Linked DNA regions of Sus scrofa: region 1 is linked to region 2. A link is a contact called in public HiChIP or PLAC-seq data. All regions are on one chromosome and are shown on one strand. Each heading gives the region's core, a stretch centred on a gene start, on an enhancer-like site or on the middle of the called end of the contact. The rest is flanking DNA. Distances are from core to core; before and after follow the strand shown. Region 1 holds the start of ATG3 (ubiquitin-like-conjugating enzyme ATG3). Region 2 holds the start of NEPRO (nucleolus and neural progenitor protein).

Region 1 (5,681 bases), core at 2,908-5,407, 380 kb after region 2:
GGGGTAACACTACCTGTAAACCTTTACTACAGTACTTGTAACACTGTATTATAGTTATTCATGTTGTATGTCTTATCCTTAAAAACTGTAAGGATACTTACAAGATGGGCACCATGTTAGTCACCTTCCTAGATCTGGGAGTTAATAGTGTTCTGCACTTGGTAGGCACTTAGTTGCCGGTTAAACTTTCTCCATCTATTCAAAGCCTAGTTAAAAACATTTCCTCCTGGAGTTCCTGTTGTGGCTCAGTGGTTAACGAATCCGACTAGGAACCATGAGGTTGCAGGTTCGATCCCTGGCCTTGCTCAGTGGGTTAAGGATCCGGCGTTGCCGTAAGCTGTGGTGTAGGTCGCAGATGTGGCTCAGATCCAGCATTGCTGTGGCTCTGGTGTAAGCCAGCAGCTATAGCTCTGATTCGACCCCTAGCCTGGGAACCTCCATATGCCATGGGAGCGGCTCAAGAAATGGCAAAAAGACAAAACAAAAAACCTCTCCTCCTCCTTTTTCTGAGCTCAAAGCTAGATTGAAATCATACTCCCTTATCCTTCAATCATACTTGACATTACTCTCTAGCATGAGACACATGAGTGAACACATAAAAACGTGGGGGTGGGGTGGGGCTTCAGATCACAACTTTTCATCATTTTTTTTTTTTTCCCTTGCATTTCTCTTATAGTGTCACAGCATCATGTGTGACCTCCCTCCACTCTTCTCCGGCCAGCACTCACAACCTTATCTACATTACATCCATTCTTACTGGTTTCCCTTCAGTGCCAGAAAGAGGAGCCAGAGCCGCACTATCCACCCATCCTGTTAAAACCTTCCCTTCTCTTCGGAGGCTTTGCTCCAATAAACATTTCCTCCGGCTTCAGCATATCTCCTTTATATTTCTATTAACTGCCTTCCTCCTCTCAGCCTATAAATACGCTCAAAACTTTGCCAAATGAAATACAAAACAGAAGATCCTACCCCTCCAGCTACCATACGTCCTCCTTATTTCCATTAAACAGTGTCAACATTCATTATTTCACTTTACCCACTTTCCACTCAGGTCTTGTCCCCAAGCAATTTGGTTTTTGACCCCACCACTGTACTCAAAATACCTGGTCCCTGAGATTACCAAACATATCCTAGTTTCTAATTCTAAAGGGCAAGTTTTAATCTTTATCTTATTGTGATATTGCAATTCCCTTCCAGCCTTCAAACTCCCTTCTACAAATCATGAACATTTAGTTCTCTCATCTAATTCCTTCTCAGCATCCCTCTGAGTGTTAGCACACCTGTTACATGTTGGCATTCCTCGGAGTTCTGTCCTTGGCTCTTTCTTATCTTCTCATTCTGCATGCTTACCCTGAAGGAGCCCTCCACTCCTTGGGTTTTAAATGTCAATTTAATGTTTCCAAATCTGCATCCTGGGACATTTAATGTTCACTAAACATATCCATATGAATAACTATCTCCTATTTACTCACTTAACTGGCATTTCCTTCACACGTGTGAAGTGTTGAAGTGCTAGATACAGCGGGATACTGCAATGAACAGGACACAGCCTCATGAAAGGTACAAAGCTAAAACTGTCTAATCTCCCTGAAGTCTGTCCCATCAGTTCTTCCTTAGTCTCCATCTCAGCTGAACATCACCAGTTTGGAGAAACTCTTTTCTCCAAATCAGAAACCTCTGAGCTATCCCATACTTCATTTCCTTTAATTTCCACATTTAATATATTCCCTAAGTCCTGTCATTCTATGCGTAAAATATTTCCTGAATCTATCATCTCTTCTCTGTTCCTATTTCTAAGCCTCGGTTAGTTTTCATCATCTGTAGCTTGGATTTGCAATAACCCCCTAACTGGCTATTTTTCTTCCTCTTTAGTTCATTCTCCATTCAGCTACCATAACAGTCTTTCTCATTTAACCCTCCCACTTACATTCCAAGTATTCCTTGTCCCATAATCTCTGGGGCCTAAAGGAAAAAGTCCCAGACACATAGCATGGCCTGTGAAGTCCTTAACTATCTAATCATTGCTTCCCTCTCAGGCCAAGCAATCCTTCCCCCACCTCCTCCAAGTCCCTAAAACTTTCAGCTCAGTAATTCTGAACTACATATTCTCACAATCCAAGTTTGATTTTTTTTTTCTCAATTAAAAAAATTTTTTTTTTATGGCCACACCCGAGGCATATGAAGTTCCCAGGCCAGGGATTGAACCTGAGCTACAGCTGCAACCTATGGAACTGGATCCTTTAACCCACTGCACCACAGTGGGAAATTCATTCCTACTTTTTAATACATCTGTTCATTTTTTACAGCTGTTGCTTCTGTTTTGAATACAGCTGCCTACCTTGTCTTCTTGTAGATCAACTGTTAGCTTATCAGGGAACTGTTCCCTGACCTCTCTGCAGCCCACATCATGCTCTCCCAGTCAGAATATATACACTTTCTACTCTGAACTATCTCTGCATTTTGGTATAAAACTAAACTTATTATAGTGTATTTTAATAATCCATTTACATGTATTTCTCTCCTAATAAACTGTGAATCCTTGAGAATAAGGTCTATCTTATGTACTTTGAACCCTGCTACTAATATTTATTAGCTTAGTGCCTGGCAGAGAAAGGTCAACCAAAGAGAGACTTATATACATATCTGACTTCCCAAGCAGACCATTAACAGTCACAGTATCCAACTTTATGTGTCCTCAATAACTAGTGAGAGATTCTCAATAAGGTTTTATGGAATAAAACTGTTTAAATACAAATTCTTCTGTTAAGAACAAGATTTCTTGAGTATGTATTTGTCAAAGCTAATAACCTATACTGTTTCATTGATAATGTAATTAAAATACTATCTTATAAATGCCAGGGGATCAACAAATATCTCATATTTCAAGATAAGTTATAATACATATTGCTACAGGCCCAGAAACACCTGTTGACTGAATAGTCAGATGTTATGATCCATTCTGCTAAGGGTTTGATTCTGTACTTGCCTGACCCAAATTTCACTCAGCATCAAAAATTTTTCTTGCTAAGGTATGAAAGGTTAAAGAACCAAATTGAATCATGCTTTATTACTCACATGAAGCAGAGTACTTTTAAGGATATAATCCCCATTTTACACACAAGGAAACCAAAGACAAGAAAGACAATGGGTGATTAAATGGCAGAGTTCCATACATAATCCAAGTCTTAACTTACCTTCATTGGCTGAATATTTTACAAGTAGGATGCGACTTGAGCTTAAAGCAATGAATACCACCCCTAGCAGGAATGCATACATTGTTGACCAGGAGCATAACACTGGAAGACCACAACATGTGCTTTCCATTTCACTGTTTTTTCAACTGCCTTAAAGAGAAGGACATGTTCATGAACAACCCTGACAGCCGATTAAGTATAATGTACATACCACTGACTTGTGAAGAACAGAAAAGGAATTTTTTAGATGTCTATATCAAAATCAAAAAAGTTGAGAACTACAAGAAAAACTATGGTGAAAGGAAATGAAACAGTCAAAATTTGATAGGAAGGGGAACTCTAGACACAGAAAAGGCAAGGGCTAGATTAGAAGTGCTGACAAAAGGACAGTTTGGGACTGCAGAATTTTGCAGAGAAACAATTCTTTTAACTTTCACTCTTATGAGCAACTGTGGTCTAAAAGATAATTTCAGATTTGTATTTTTCTCCTTAGTAGCAGCTTTTCCATAGGAGGAAAAAAAAGAACTTGCAGTGAAAGATTCGTTAAATAATGACCAAAATGGAAATATCTGAAACACTGCTGTTACTTTAATTTCCAACTAGTGTTGGAAGCAGAGGGGAACTTAGAAATCAATGACTCCAAGGCCCTTTTTTGAGATGTTGAAGACACTAGACTCTACACTGAGTAGTTACCCTGCCCAAAGCATGCCAGTTTAATGGAGCGCAGAGCCGGTGGTATTGGTGAGAGATGGGCTGGAAGTACCAACACCCACAGCCTAGTGGGCCCAAGTGTACCAAAGCCAAAAAGACACCCCTCCCCACCCGAAGGGCAGGTTTCCCTCCACGATTTAGGAACGCCTTCTGTCACCCGTGCGCCCTCCCCTCAAACGCACGCGCATTCTTTTGCCTCTGCCCCCACCCCGCCCCGGGGTGGGGGCGCTGTTACCTTGGTCCCTTCGAAGAGCTTCCTGCGGAAGAGCATGCATCCTAGAGCTAAAGCAGTAACTGTCTGGCTCCGCAACAGCAGCAGCTTTTAGGGCACATAGGCAGGGAAGCTATGGGTGGAAAAGAAAGGCGAATAAGCCTCTGCACCCAACCCTCCTATTCTGGAACAGAAAGCACAATAACTACCCGACGCTAGAAAGAGCGGACCTGGCGCCCATTGCGCAGGCGCGCTCAGTGTTACGCTTCCGGAGGGAGGGGAAAAGCGACCCGATCCCGCCCCAAGCGCGGCCTTTCTCGCGTCACGTGTCGGGAGAGTCCTCTGTCACGTGAGGTCCAGGTGGCGGCGGAGCTACGGCGAGAGAGTGAGAGGAGGAAGGAGAAGCCGGAAGGGGTGCGAGTGAAGCTAGGCGGAGAAGACAGCCCCTGAGAAGGCGAGGGTGCGCGTGCGCCCGCTTTTCCCCCTAAGTCGGCCCCACCGCTCTCCCTTGCGGCCTGGTGACAGCTGGGCCCGGCCCACCGCGCGCTGCCTGGGGCGCGAGGAGCGCGCTCCCCGCTCTCTCTCGCCCCGCCGGCCGCCCCTCCCCCTCGTCCCGTCCGTCCCGTCGCGTCTCGTCGCGTCTCGTCGCCTCGGGTGTCGAGGCCAGTCGTCGGCGGCGGGGACGTTTTCTGACTCCCGATCCCTGTCCGGCTGTCCTTTCCACTCTGTCTCGGGGCCGGCCGCTCCTCCGGCCCCAGGATGCAGAATGTGATTAACACGGTAAAGGGAAAGGCACTGGAAGTAGCTGAGTACCTGACCCCGGTCCTCAAGGTAAGTGGGCTTGTCAGGGACTGTCACCCACACGCTTGGCTTTGCAGGGATCTAGGGCCGGGCGCCTGGAGAGTCACCTGGTTCTCCGGTGGCAAAAAGTGTGGGAAGGCGGTAGGAATGGTACACGGGAAAAGGTGCAGCCCCTACCTGCGGTCTTACCTAGCTGTTCCCTAGGTGTTTCCTCTGGCTCTTGGGTAATTTGGACCGACTCTGCATACTTCTGTCTCCCACCCGTCAGCACTCAGCTCCTCTTGGTACAATCAGGTTGGATGGTGGTCCGTAGATAAGTGATTTTTGAGGACGTTAAATCCTAACGTCGGAAGTCTTTTGAACTACTGAAATGAAGATTTTGCTTATCTTAAAAAATGAAATCAGTTTGGTATTAAAATGAGATGTCACCTTTTTCTTTCAAAGTTCATAGTAAGTCTCTTTTAATTAGGGGTTTGAAATAGTAAGTTGTGACTAAGGTCCCAAATTACTAGATTTCAGAAAAAGAAGGTGAAATTTGCAACATTATTTCTTTCAGTACCATTTAACCCAGCTAACAGACAACACCCCCCTTTCCAAGTTTTTAAAATAACTGAAACTAGTTATTCATCTTGGACGTCAATGATAATAAGGAGTAGGCTGACCCTTCTAGATACTTGGTTTATTTACATTTTTAAAGATATTTTAAAGTAAAAGTTGTAACATTAGTTATTAGAAGAATGACTGGTTTTACTTTCAAAGATGCA
Region 2 (6,291 bases), core at 612-3,111:
AAACACATCATGCTCCAGCAATACTGATGCATCCAGGATGACTGATTCTTCAACCCACGTTGTTTACCATCTTTCTGTCAGGAATGTCTTCTTCTCTTATCTGCTTGGGAAATTCCTACTTGTTCATCAAAAGCATTATTCAAGAATACCTAGTCTCTTACTTAAGCCATTAAATACTGACAAACTAGTGAAATTGTACACACTAAGTATGTGCAGTTCTTGGCATACCAATTTTACCTCAATAAAGCTGTCAAAAATTAATTGAGGTCCTACTACATGTCAGGCTCTGAGCTGAGCATTGTTATATAGAGATCAATAACCTACATTATTTACAATATTTACATTAAGCCCACATACCACTGAAGAAAGAGGCATACAAATATACAAATTAATATAGTACAGTGAGGTAAATTCTGTGAGAGTTTGTGGTAGGCTGAATAATGCCCCCTTCTAAGATGTCCAAATCCTAATCCTCCAAATCTATGAATATGCTACTTTACATTACAAAACAAATTTTGTAGATGTGATTAAGTTAAAGATTCTGAAATGAGGAAATCATCCTGGGTTATTTTGGTGGGCTCAAAATAATCACCAGGGTCCTTTTAAGATGGAGGCAGGCAGGAGGATGAGAGAGAAAAAGAAGGTGCAAAGAGACTGGAAAATGCTCTGCTACTGACGTTGAAAATGGAGGATGGAGACATGAACCAAGGAACATGAACATGTGGCCTCTAAAAGCTGCAAAAAGCAAGAAAATGAATTTTCCACTAGCGCTTCCAACCTTGAACCAGTGAGATCAGTTTTGGACTTCTAAGTTCCAGAAATGTAATATAACTGTAAGTGACTATATGGCAGCAACAGGAAGCTAATACAGAAGCCAACACAGGGCATTAAGGTAGTACATAAAGGGGTCTCTACATCAAGTTGTAGAGTGGGAAAGGGATGTTCAGGAAGAATTACTCAGAGCTGGGGGAGATTGTGTTTAAGGGAAATGGTCCAGGTAGAGAAATTAATATGTATAAAGGTATAAACAGAGAGCATGGAAAGTGTTATGACAAGTCTATTTGCATTAAACAGTAAAAAAATATTAACAATATTAATTCTGCTAAGAGTACTGTTTGTATGCCAGGCACCATTCCAAAACACTTTTCAGCTCTGAGTACTTTATCATTCTGTATTATCATCATCATTTTATCTATACGGATACTAAGGTTTGGAGGAGCTAGTAATTTAGCACTGCAGTGGGGGCCTTTAGTAAAGTAGCATCAGGGTGGCTGAAAATAAATGAACTATTAGATACTAGAGAGGTGGGGGTCAGCACTGCTTGGGATATCAACTTGTTCTGGACGCTGACAGAAGATGGGGTTGATAGAGTCAGAGGCCTCCAATTTCTGTGATGTGATCGTGGTTTTGTTGCCGCTCAAGGTAGAGCTGTCCTTGACTAACTCAAAGTAAATCACTTATGTTACAAATGTAAACTCTGCCTCCTTATTTCCCTTCTTCCTTTCCCCCTAATGTCTGGGGTGGAGATAGAGGTGTATGCACCAACTAAACTGTGAGCTTCACTCTGCACATTTGTGAAATGCTTTGAAATAGTTCCAAAATTGATTGCGCCTCAGAATCCCTTGGAGAAGCATACACACAATGCAGATTCCTCGCCTTATTCAGAGATTTTGATTGAGTAGTACATGGATGGGGCTCCGCCTCACCCCCTCATCTGCAAATCTCCCAAATATTCTGGTACCTGACCAGCGCCTGAATGACTTCTGGGTCGTTCAGGTACACCGCATTTGATTCCGTAAAGGACCCTCCCCCGCCCCGCCCCCAGGCCCCGCCCCGCCCCCAGGCCCCGCCCCCTCTCCCTCTTCCTCAACCTCCCCTCCCCCGCCTGCCCCGGACGTCTCCTGCTTCGTCGTTTCATTTTGTCTCGCCCAGCTCCGCCTTTTCCAGGTCCTCCTCTGTCTCTCAAGATGGCTGCGCTGCCGCCGAGCCCGGAACTGTGGAACCGCGTGAGGATCCCCAAAGCCGGCAGCCGCAGTACAGTAATCGTGCAGAACCCTGACACACCGCTGGGTGAGTGAGGCGCCCCATAAGGGGCGCAGGCTTTTCCGCAGGAGGCGTCTGGCCGCTGCCGGCGCACGTGCGCGAGGGGCGGGACTTCCGGACTCCGCGGGACGCTGGGTATGACGGCGGTGTGCGGCATCTGGGGTCGGGCGTTTGTGGGGACCTCTGGCTTTGCTGTTCTCTGGACCCACCGTGCCGACCGCAGGGCTTCCATGGGGCGCCGAAAAGGCAGAGAGGGGCGAACGCAGCTAGCATCAGGGAAAAGTGCTGCCTGGGAACCCTCTGTTGACGCAGGCCACCAAGAGCCGTGGTTACTCCACAGTCTTTCCCGACCTCTTCCACCGAGGAGCGGCGGGTCACTCAAGCACTCTGCACTTAAATCGCACTCTTCCTAGATCCCCCTTTCTTTTCTGTAAAATAGGGTTAGTCTTCCCTGCCCATCACTGGGTTGTTGGGAGGATATAATGATGTCATTTAGGTGAGTATGCTCTGAAGTGAAATATCAGTGTATGGTGGCATTGCCGTTATCAAGCAGCAGGAGCTTGGTCTGGGTTTAAAACCTGGCTCTTCCTCTGCTGGAGCTAGGGTGAGGGATGGGAGTGTCCTTATTTCACATTTCTGGGTCTCAGCTCATTTCCAAATGAGGGTAAAACAGTATTTGCCTTACAGAGCTGTTTGGTTTTTTGGGGGTTTTGTTTGTTTTTTGCTTTTTAAGGCCACACCCAGCATATGTAAGTTCCCAGGCCAGGGGTGGAATCAGAGTTACAGCTACCAGCCTACACCACAGCCACAGCAATGGGGGATCCGATCCACATCTGAGACCTACACCACAGCGCATGCCAATGCCGGATCCCTGAGCCACTAAGCCAGGCCAGGAATTGAACCGCATCCTCATGTATACTAGTCGGATTCCTTTCAGCTGCGCCACAATGGGAATTCCTATAGAACTGTTTTGATGGAAGAGTAAAGTATTTGGAACAGTGCCTGATACAGTGAATAAATACTCAAATGATAGCTGTTATTAATAATATTTAATACCTGTAACTTACCTAATCATCACATCCCCAGCCCTATCCATCCATCCTGCTCAGTTTACAAGAAACCTTCCCCCATCCTCTATTCAAAAATTCCTTAACATGATTCCTATTAGGCCTGGAAATTCACCAGCTCTCTCTTTATCCCAAAGGCACCCCTTTCTGGCCTCAAATAGCTGGGACGGTTAAGAAACTTCTCTATGTTCTATAGAAATCTGCCTCTGTGTTACTTCCACTTAGGAGGCTAGTACTACCCTGAGAGCCACAGACAACACATTAACTCCATCTTCTACTTCAAAGCTTTTCGGACCAAAAAGCTATCATCTCATTCTACTAAGTACCATGTGTTCAGTCACATAAATTACATAATTTCCAGTTGTTAACAGTGGTTTCTCTTTTCTGAATATATTTGTAAAGCAGTACCCAAATACAGTGCCTTTGATTTTTAAGAGAATTAATTTATCCGTTTAGAGAAGTACACAACATGTTTCCCACCTCAGGGTACTTAAGGTGTTAAGTATACTAGTTTAACACATGTTCTCTCAGTGACTTCTTGGACTTGATATCATCTGGCACCATTTTCCTTCCTTCCTATGTGACTTCTCACATACTTGAAATCATTTTGTTCCTACAGGAACAAATTAATGATGACAGTAATGATGACATTAATTTGTTCTTGATTTATTAAATAAGGGAAGATGCTTCTTTCAATGTACATTTTATATGCTATACTTAAAATGTAGAAATGCATATTAAGTCTAACTAAACATCTCTGCTTTAGACCTTTGCATTGCAGCTGTAATTAAAGAATGCTCTCTTGTTATACTGTCACTGAAGAGCCAAACCTTAGATGCAGAAACGGATGTGTTATGCGCATTCCTTTACAGCAATCACAACAGAATGGGCCGCCACAAACCCCATTTGGCCCTCAAACAGGTAAGGGGGAAGTCCTGTATTTAAGACTCAACATGTTTACTTGATGAAGATGGACATCACTCTGCCACTTAATATTTTGTTGTTTATGGAAATCACAGTAAATTACTTGTGATTTATAGGTCTTCAGCCCACAGTTGCATGTGGGCGTTCTCTTTTTTTTCTGAAAGCATTTTTAAAAAGTTTATTTAGAAAGGAATTATGTTTGATTCTTTCCCAGTCTTTTTTCTAGTAGATAGGTAATTTTAGGAAAAATTTTCTTCATTACATACAATCTTAAATTACTGTGCCTTCCTATGTGCTGGGCACTGTGCTTCATGCTGGGTGTACGGGCCAAAAAATACAGGCATTGTATTGAACCTTACAGGTTCATGCTCTTTGGTTTTCACTCCATTACTTAAGGCAAAAAAGATGACGATTTCTTTTTTTTTTTTTTGTCTTTTTAGGGCTACACCCAGGGCATATGGAGGTTCCCAGGCTAGGGGTTGAATCAGAACTGTAGCCACTGGCCTACACCACAGCCATAGCAACGTGGGATCTGAGCCTCATCTGCAACCTATACCACAGCTCACAGCTGGATTCTTAACCCACTGATCGAGGCCAGAGATTGAACCTGTGTCCTCATGGGTGCTAGTCAGATTCGTTTCCACTGAGCCATGACGGGAACTCCAAGATTTCTTCATCAAAGAAAGATTTGGGATCATAGTCTTTCCCAAAGTTTTCTTTTCTCATGGAAGTTTTTATCTCCTTCTGAGAATTTAACACCGAAACCAAACTTGTTAGATTAAACGTACATATTTCTCCTCCTGGCTTCCAAGTTGTGAATAATTATCCAGTCAGAAAAATTTGGTGTTCTGTTTCTCTTCTTCCTTTTATGTAATTCTCCCACCTGCTCACACTGATCAGTCAAAACTTTCTCTGCATCTAGTCCCTTTTAGTTCTGGCTGCCATCTCTTTTTTCAGACTTTGTCAATTTTTAGTTGTCTTGCAATCCTGACTGGTCTTTCCTCTATTTAATCATCTTAAAACACATCTTTAATTTTTCATGGTTCTCCATTGTCTCCTGAATAAAAACTAAACCTCTTAGCTTAACTTACAAAATCCTCCATGATCTGGCCTTTTCAGTTTTCCTTAGCTCAGGCTTCTCTCTGGTCTTCATCTTCATAGATTTTATATTCCAGGCAATCTGAACTCTTTGTGAGTCCTACTCACCCCATGTGTCCCCTCTTCTGTTCCCTTTGCTCACCTGGTCCTGTCTGTTTAGAACGCCCAATCCTTCCAACATTTTCTTCATGTCTGTGGCTCTGACAGACTGCTGAAATTTAGTACTTAATAATTTACTATCTCGTTTTGATAGTTTCACTGTTAGAAATTATGTTGCTTCAGAAAAATTATATCTTGAATATAATCTTATATCTTCTTTGGTTCCCTTTATAGCATCAAGCACATCCTGGCATATAGTAAATTCTTAGTTATAACCTGAGATAATTGATTTGATAAATGTATTTACCTGGATAAATTTCAAATTTTTAAGCAGACGCAATTGCTTTGGGCTACAGGTTTTTTTCCCCCTTAAAAAAAGATATTGTGTGGTATTCAGTATATTTCCATACTTTGAAATTTTGCATTTCTTTGTTTTCCTGGTCACATTGGTGGCTTTGTCTGTATATTATATACATATGAATTTGAACCGCTCTTCCCCTTTCAGGTTGAACAGTGTTTAAAACGCCTGAAAAACATGGATTTGGAAGGTTCAATTCAAGATCTCTCTGAGTTGTTTTCTTCTAAGTAAGTGGTCCAGTCTCTTTGCAGTAGGCTTTGTGATGGGCTGGGAATTCAGTGTCTTGCTGTGACTTTGCTTACTTTTTTCCACTTGTTGTTAGAATATAAATAATTTTATCTCAGATGTACAAATTTTGTTCTAATAAAGGGTCCCTGGTGTTTGTGGTAATCTCCCTCTGTTGGCCTTTGGGAGGGAATGGTGTGACACTGAAATCTGGGTCATGATGGATTATACTGAAATATTAAGTGTCAGTCAACTTCAGTGGGTCATTATTAAGCATAACTACCTCAAATTGAACTTAAAGTAAGTCTGCACTTGAAAATTGCTATGTAAGTGGTTTACATTTAAGAAGGAAAGTAATGTACTTTTTTATTTCTGTCAAGTGAAAATCAGCCTGTAAATTCCAAAGCTTGCGTCATCCCCAGCCAACCAGTGGTAGAAATGGTGTTGATGAAGATTTTGGGAGGCTGCAAGTTGCTA

The links. HiChIP or PLAC-seq counts read pairs in DNA pulled down with a chosen protein or histone mark.
Region 1: an H3K27ac HiChIP or PLAC-seq map of alveolar macrophages shows a contact between it and region 2. The contact joins the promoter of ATG3 here to the promoter of NEPRO in region 2. A contact is called at or near these places in 1 of 5 promoter capture datasets (fetal liver) and 2 of 2 datasets of contacts at active chromatin or transcription factors (alveolar macrophages and skeletal muscle).

Annotation. Positions count from the first base shown.
Region 1 is chr13:147,274,953-147,280,633 of Sscrofa11.1, forward strand. ATG3 (ubiquitin-like-conjugating enzyme ATG3) reads left to right here and starts at 4,158. Exons shown (of 12, transcript XM_003132682.6): 1 at 4,158-4,947. The coding sequence starts at 4,876. SLC35A5 (probable UDP-sugar transporter protein SLC35A5) reads right to left here and starts at 4,434. Exons shown (of 7, transcript XM_013982457.2): 1 at 4,141-4,434; 2 at 3,195-3,344. The coding sequence starts at 3,324.
Region 2 is chr13:146,900,149-146,906,439 of Sscrofa11.1, forward strand. It overlaps NEPRO (nucleolus and neural progenitor protein), which reads left to right and starts at 1,862. Exons shown (of 9, transcript XM_003132674.4): 1 at 1,862-2,070; 2 at 3,877-4,031; 3 at 5,737-5,816; 4 at 6,195-6,291. The coding sequence starts at 1,968. The region is part of intron 5 of GTPBP8 (GTP-binding protein 8); the gene reads right to left.